Linked DNA regions of Gasterosteus aculeatus: region 2 is linked to region 1. The links are chromatin contacts, called in public Hi-C maps. All regions are on one chromosome and are shown on one strand. The core of a region is the stretch at or near the end of the contact, and the rest is flanking DNA. Distances in the headings are between cores, read along the strand shown.

Region 1 (3,575 bases), core at 389-2,888:
CCTAGGAGAGGAAATTCACCATGAGGGCACTTTTACGCACCACGCTGTGTTCACATACATCCTGTAGCCCACAATAATGACATCATGAATGATGTTTTTTTTATAATAAAGCATAGGCAAAGGTAGATATAAACTCACGTAATGTGTGCAATTTGTATATTAAATCTATATAATATGTGAATATGGTCATATCTTACAATATATACATTTTAAACGAACATTGATATTAGCTTTTTGTGTAAGAAGGCTGTGACCGAAATATAGGAGAAAATTAAAAAGAATACATACAACAAAGTACAGGTAATTCCCTTATCTACTTTATACACTAAGAAATATTACATTTGAATGTTTCACTGTGATTTGGAGTTGAAATACACCAGACATCTGAATCCTTACTTTATTGTATTCTTTCAGACACACCACTACAGATTTCGAGTGCACTCTCAGGTAGATTTTTCCTCCTACACTTTCGACATTGACTCAAGACAAAACATTTAATTATCAATGAATTGATTAATTGAATATAAACATTTTTTCCCCTCCAGGTCCATTTGGCAACAGTGGCCGCAGGGGCCGACAGACCTACACCCGCTACCAGACCCTGGAGCTGGAGAAGGAGTTCCACTTCAACCGCTACCTGACCAGGAGGCGCCGGATAGAGATCTCGCACGCCCTGTGTCTCACGGAGAGACAGATCAAGATCTGGTTCCAGAACCGCAGGATGAAGTGGAAAAAGGAGAACAAGCTCCTGAATCCTTCAAAGACACCCGAAGAAGAGGAGGAGGAACAACAACAGGCAGAGAAAAAGGAGATAAAGGGACACTGAAGGGAAGGCGCGTGTGCGTGTGTGTGTGCGTGTTCGTGTGTACGCGCGCGCGCGTTCGTGTGCACACTGCCATAATAAAAATGATGTATAATTTTTGTGTAGATAAAGTGCTGCCAATGCCATGTTAGAGACGGATAGACTTCATTTCAGTATCTGCACGGTGGTGTTTGGTGCATTAGGTTGAAACCAGGTCCTCTTGTCTGTCCTTGTGCTCGTGTCTTCATTTGGGGGACTTTATGCAAAATCCGCCAAAATGTAAATATGTTTAGTGTTCAGTTTTTTGTTTTTACTCTGTCGTTATCGTAAGGGGCTACTGGGTTTGTTCTTATTTTGTCCTCCCGTGGTGTTCGTTGTTCTATAATAGTCTTAGGCTTGATGTTTTTGCAGCTGTGCCATCTGACATCTGTACAGACAAGAAATGTTACATGTTATTTATTGTTGTTCACCTCCGGTTCAATGCACATTTGGATATTGCGTGAAATATTTTGTTTAGGAAATTGTACATAGAAATAAAGGCTTTTTGATGTATATTGGACGATCTTGTGGCGTCGTTTTGTTTTTAAAAACAGACTATCATTATTGTAAGTATTATTCTAACACGGTGCTGAACGTCTCCTGACGCAACAATAAACCAATAAAAATACCCATGAAACTCCGGGTAACGATGAAAAATAATTCCACGTTGACACTCCACGCGTTAAGCTGCCAGCAGCGCGGATGATACGTCTCTGTTATGCGTTACCTGAGCCTTTTGTGGCCTGTATCGTCAGCGCGTTACGGAAAATGATGGATGGCTCCGCGGGCCGCTGGCGGCGCGTCCCCGCTGAAGCGATACCGCCTCTGTCCAGAAGATGGCGCTCTCTGTCCGCTCGGGCTCTCGGGAGCGCAGCGGGGAGGCACCATTGACTGGAGCCTAACGACCATTATTTCGTCATCATTTGTAACCACGGAGCATGAATTACCTCTTGAAGTCATCAGTGAGGATTTACGACTGGTCAACAAAGGCACGTGATTCTCGAACGCTCTCCCATATTTGGCCGCATACCTGGCAAAGTACAGTAGGGGCTTCATTGCTTATAATTCATGATTGCGTCCATAAATCGTGCAAGCACACAGGATTATAGCGACAAAGATCTACAAATCGAGGCTTTAAAAATCCAAGCAAATGAGCTCTTACTTTGTAAACTCGTTCTCGGGGCGCTATCCAAATGGCTCCGACTATCAGTTACTAAATTATGGGACTAACGGCGCTGTGAGCGGCTCCTTCAGAGACCCTGGCACCATGCACTCCGGGTCTTTCGGCTACAACTACAATGGCATGGACCTAACCGTGAACCGCGCCAACAACGGCGGCCACTTCGGGGCCGTGAGGGAGGACGGCCGTGGATTCGCGCCGGACGCCCGGTACAGACAGACGCCCAACTGCTCCCTCGCGTCTCCAGACCCGGTGCCGCCGTCGTGCGCCACGGCCAGCCGCGAGCCGCTGGAACTAAAAAGCCCCTCTCCTCCCTGTGACCGGAGCTCGACCGCGAGCGGCAACAATCTCAACAAAAACAACAACAACAACAACGGCGGCGGAAGCGCGCTTTTCACGGAGATAGAGGACCCCTCCGTCAACTCCGAGACCGAGGAGGGCGCACACGGCAGCGGCGGCTCCGGCTCGGCCACCCGGGCGCAGCAGCAGCAGCAGCACCACCAGGATCCAAACGCCACCTCCTCTACCCCCTCATCGAATGATTGCCAGTCGCCACAAATATTCCCCTGGATGCGGAAACTGCACATAAGCCATGGTATATTCACACCTCTAATAATATTTAGTTTGGACGGATGTCACGCTGGACGGCGTGTCATAAATCTGCCAGAGTGTTTGCATGAGTGAGCATCTCGGTGTGTATGGAGACGATAGGTGGTGGTGGGGGTGGGGGGGTAACAAAAAGGGTCAGTATTTGTGGAGGTGGGCTCGGCTGGTTGTGTTATGTTTTTTCGGGGTTATGTGCCGGCTGGGGTTTTTTTTTTTTGTCTGCGGGAGTTGGAGCTGAGAGAGAACCGTGTGAGTGCTTGTTTTGTGTCGCATGCCTTCTCCTCGTGTTGTGACCCCTCCAGTGTGTGTGTGTGTGCGTGTGCGTGTGCGTGTGCGTGTGCGTGCAGCTAAACATTTACAGAAAAGCGTTGCAGTGCAAACCTCTTTTCTTCGTTGTTGTTGTTGTTGTTGTTGTTCAGTGCGGTTGCTAATTTGGATTTTTCTGTGAACAATTGATTGTTGTAGATATGACTGGACCGGATGGGAAAAGGGCCCGAACCGCGTACACCCGGTACCAGACGCTAGAGCTGGAGAAAGAGTTTCACTTCAATAGGTACCTGACCAGGCGGCGGAGGATAGAGATAGCACACGCCCTGTGTCTCTCCGAAAGACAGATCAAAATCTGGTTTCAGAACCGCAGGATGAAGTGGAAGAAGGACAATAAGCTGAAAAGCATGAGTCTGGTGACAGGAGGCAGCGCCTTCCATAACTGAATAATAACTTTTTTTTTCTTGGTGGGGGAAGGGGAGGATGCGCGGTGGGGGGGAGAGTAAAACAAATAACACTATTTAAAAAAAATGACAAAAAAAGAAAGAATCCACGAGTTCCGTAAAGCTATAAAGCGCAGCACCTTTCAGCATGCTATTGTGGTAGAAAAAGAAGTATTCTGTGGTCTTAAAATGACATTTTTAGTTCCCTGTTGTTGTGCTATGATTGCTTAGATGTCAT
Region 2 (3,640 bases), core at 1,005-3,504, 48 kb after region 1:
TGTCACATTCCTGTATTCCCACGGCCACTCACGGAGGAACCGATGGAGTGGCTAGAGATTTATGGCACAAACCCATCCAGGGTCCTTAAAACTCTTCCTCTTTCTCTCTGTCGCCTCGCTCGTCTTCTCTCCCCCCCCCCCTTCCTTCTCTCTCCCCCCCTGGTTTATGTCCCTCTCATCCCTGTCGTCCAACCAATTCGCAGAGAGAGGAGAGCCGGCCAATCCCGTGCCTCCCCCAAAACCGAGCGTCCCATCTGGCCCAAGTGTCGGGCTGCGGCTGAGTGGTAGACACCACTGACACCGTGTGGCGGTTTCTCGTCCTCGTTTTGTTACGTGACCACTTCTGCCGAGACCAGAAGCTGATTTACAGCCTTACGCACTAAAGTGCTGTGAATTATGGCCTCTCATGAATACAAGCTGTGATATTAAGGAATGACATTCTGAAACCCATTCCGTGCTGTAAAGTTTCAATCTTCTCTGTCCGGGCTACCTGTGACCTCTTGGGGTCTCCTCTGTTTAACAAGCCGCAGCCCGCGGGTCACACTGCACTGAATGCAGCCCCAGAAAAGAAAAAGTGGGCAAACAATGAGATGGGAAAAGTCAAGCAAGAGAGACAAAGAGGGGGCGGGTCCTTTTTATTCTTTTGTGTGAACCCCCCCCCCCCCTCTCTGTCCTTTCTCCTTTTCTCTGTCACACACCCATTTAAAGACCCCTGGCTGCTATTGTGCCCATAGACACCAAGACGCTATAGACAGGCAAGACATCCTATTTACCACCCAAAGTAGCAGGGGGTGAGTCTGGGGTTTGGGGGTCATGCAGGAGGCAGCGGTCAACTCCCGGTCAACTACAGTAGGTCATTATTCAGCCCAAGCCAATAGCCCCGAACCGCGTCCGAGCAACCCACCCCCAATCCATTCTGCCTAATTATTATAAATGAGGGGCGGCGTAAACAGCCATCATTACAGACACTCAGTGGCATACACAAATCCACTTTAAATTGCTATTAAGTTAAGGAGCTATCTGTAATCCCAGGCGTGCATTAGAAAGGAGCGAGTAGGTTTTCTTCTTATTAAATCTCATCGTCCCTGAGATATTTTCAAACGTTCTCAGGCTCCGTCATGTTTCCAATTTGAAGCCAATTCACTGATTTAATTAAAAGCCCACTTGGAAAAAAATGGACACTAAGTAGCCGTTTCGATCGCTGGACCAGCAGAATTATCGTCCATATTTCTGGATGGATTTCGACAAGATCACTTTTGGCACAGAGTCCTTGTAACATCCCCGAAATAAGCATCCCGCCCCTCCCCCACAGTTACAGGTCCTATCGGGGTCGATTTGTTAGGTGTTACCTGTGTGAGCAGGGAGAAGAGCTCGCTAACCTAATAGCAGGGTTACAGATCTGTGTTAGCGGCGTCCATGTTTCTTTGTTAAAGTGACCAGTGACGGGAGGACTGCAGAGAGCTGCAGCGATTCAGACGAGTCCGATGCAGAGCAGAAAGAAATGCAGTGAGAAAGAGAAAAAAAACTGAGAGGATGCAAGTGGGAAGAGATGGAAAAGAGAGGAAGGGGAGGAAAGTAGGAGGGGTGGGCAGGGTGTGTGTGTGTGGGGGGGGTTTGTAACACCCAGGCGGCGGGTTCAGCGGCAGGGCAATGAGAGACTTCCTGCGCTCCATCACGCCCAAGGCCTGCCTCAGTCAGCTGGTGGCCGAGGAAAGATGCCTCATGTGTCAGGCTTATTAGCACTCCCCCTAGTTTGTATGCATTTGGGATTGTGTGTGTGCGTGTGTGTCATTTGGGAGCATGTGTGATGAAAATGGGAAAAAAGACAACATCTGTCCACAGTTTTATATTCCTACCCCACCTCTCCAAAACAGATGCATTTATTTTTCTGACCTAGATTTTAAAGCTTTTTGGGAGCACAATCGGGAAGGAGGCAGGCCGCCCCCCCCCCCCCCCCCCCCACCGCCCCCCTGAACCCCTGCACCCCCCACCCCTTCCCCCAACACACCTCCCCGCCACCTCGCTGTCTTTCGCCGCCTCCACCCAACCCTCGACTCACCTTCTCCCCGCTCCAAGCTCAGAGTAGCTGTCAATCCGTCCTCCGGTTACGGGACCGTGAGCGATGGGCCCATCAGAATGCCAGCCATTAGCCAGCCCCCTGAGTGGTAAATAAACGATCGCGCCGGTACACTGCAGGTGTTGTCATGGCAACCCGCTCTCGCTGCCAGCCCCGCCAGCGCTCGTTCCCTTCCTCTCCTCTCTCTCTCTCGGCGGAGGAGTCACCGGGAGGTCAACGAGTCAACGTGCCGCCACGACACGGCGCTGTTTGGCAACACCCCCCCCCCCCCCCACCACAAACCCCACGCCTCCCGTCACCCTCACACAGTGGATCTTATCTGCATCCAGAAGATAAAACCAGACTTCTCTCGGGACGCTTGATTTTATCACCTTCAAGCCACTCGGCAGGAAGACGTGAACTTTGTTTCTTGGGCCCCTGACGATGGCGTTTCAGGGGCTTAAAATGCAAAACCACCCAAAAACAAATCAACCTTAGAGACAAATAAAAGAAGAGAGGAGGAACAAACAGAAGGAAGAGGACATTGAGGAGTTTGCATAGTTTTTGTGATTTGGATAATCTTCGCTCCCCGCCTCTTGGAATGTCCCTATTACAGCAGGTGTACTCTGGATGAACCCGTTTCAAGTATGAGGAAGATGGACTCTGCACGCCTGACAGACTTCCACTGCCATTGGCACCCACTCTGTGATGTAGCAGTTGTATTAAAATGGCGGCGCTGATAATCCAAAAGACCTTTCTCAGGGAGAATTTGAGAGTGACTGCACAGATGGGCCGCGGAGATAAATAAAACTCTCTGTCACTTCGGTTGGTGGAATAGTGCTGCGACGCCCCAAGGGAGAGAAAAACAGTTTCTCTCCCCCTCGCTCTCTCCGAATGTCTCCCCCCCCCCCCCCGCCACCCCCCGTCCGGCTGTCTCCCTCACCCTCTCCTCTTCTTCTGTTCACGCTAGCAAGGATGGGAACCTGAGCCGGCTTTCCGCAATCGCCTGCCACCCCCCCACTCTGCGGCCTCATGGGGGTGCAATTAAAAAAAAAGACGATTTCGGACCTTGCCCCCCCGTAACCCCCTCCCCACCACCCCCTGCTTTATGAACCCGGAGAGGCCGAGCACAGCGGAGCATCTCTGCGTGAGCCGAGTTGAGCCAACGAGGCTCCTCTTGGCTGCCGGTGCTCATCCATCCATCGCTGCTTCTCATTAGGCCTCGTTCCTCCAGGTGGAGAGAAGGCGCCACCTTTTCCCCAAAACGCTCTCCGTCATGTCAGTGAGAGTGTGTGCATGCGCGTGCGTTTGTGTGTGTGTGTGTGTGTGTGTGTGTGTCCCATCTTGTCCTCGGGCCCGAGACAAAGCGCTCACGCAGCCATTCCCGATCTGCCGGAGCTCAGCGAGCAGAGCGATGAGTTCCAGGAGAACGGCGGCCGGCTGGTGCCTCCTCCGGTCTCTGGCCACATGGTCCCGTGCAGACCTGGCACCATCAGAACACCGTGCTGGTGTTGTTGTCAATGTTGTTAAGCGCTCTGGTTCTTAAATTCGGATGGAATATTTTGTTTTTTTTGTTTTTTTGAT

The links. A called contact is a pair of places that touch in the nucleus more often than the background predicts.
Region 2: a Hi-C map of tail fin shows a contact between it and region 1, with 2.6 times the contacts expected there. The contact joins the enhancer-like site here to the promoter of hoxb5b in region 1. A contact is called at or near these places in 2 of 6 Hi-C or Micro-C datasets (skeletal muscle and tail fin).

What each region holds. Positions count from the first base shown.
Region 1 is chr5:7,987,364-7,990,938 of fGasAcu3.hap1.1, forward strand. hoxb5b (homeobox B5b) reads left to right here and starts at 1,639. Exons shown (of 2, transcript XM_040176912.2): 1 at 1,639-2,616; 2 at 3,093-3,575. The coding sequence starts at 1,992. The coding sequence ends at 3,340. It overlaps hoxb6b (homeobox B6b), which reads left to right. Exons shown (of 3, transcript XM_078102980.1): 2 at 415-447; 3 at 546-1,361. The coding sequence ends at 826. The region is part of intron 1 of LOC144407964 (a long non-coding RNA gene); the gene reads right to left.
Region 2 is chr5:8,034,292-8,037,931 of fGasAcu3.hap1.1, forward strand. The region is part of intron 11 of skap1 (src kinase associated phosphoprotein 1); the gene reads left to right. Among protein-coding and RNA genes, the nearest start is that of snx11, 9.9 kb to the right of the region's middle. Within about 2 kb of position 2,255, at least 2 of the 9 cell types and tissues checked have open chromatin away from gene starts, as enhancers often do.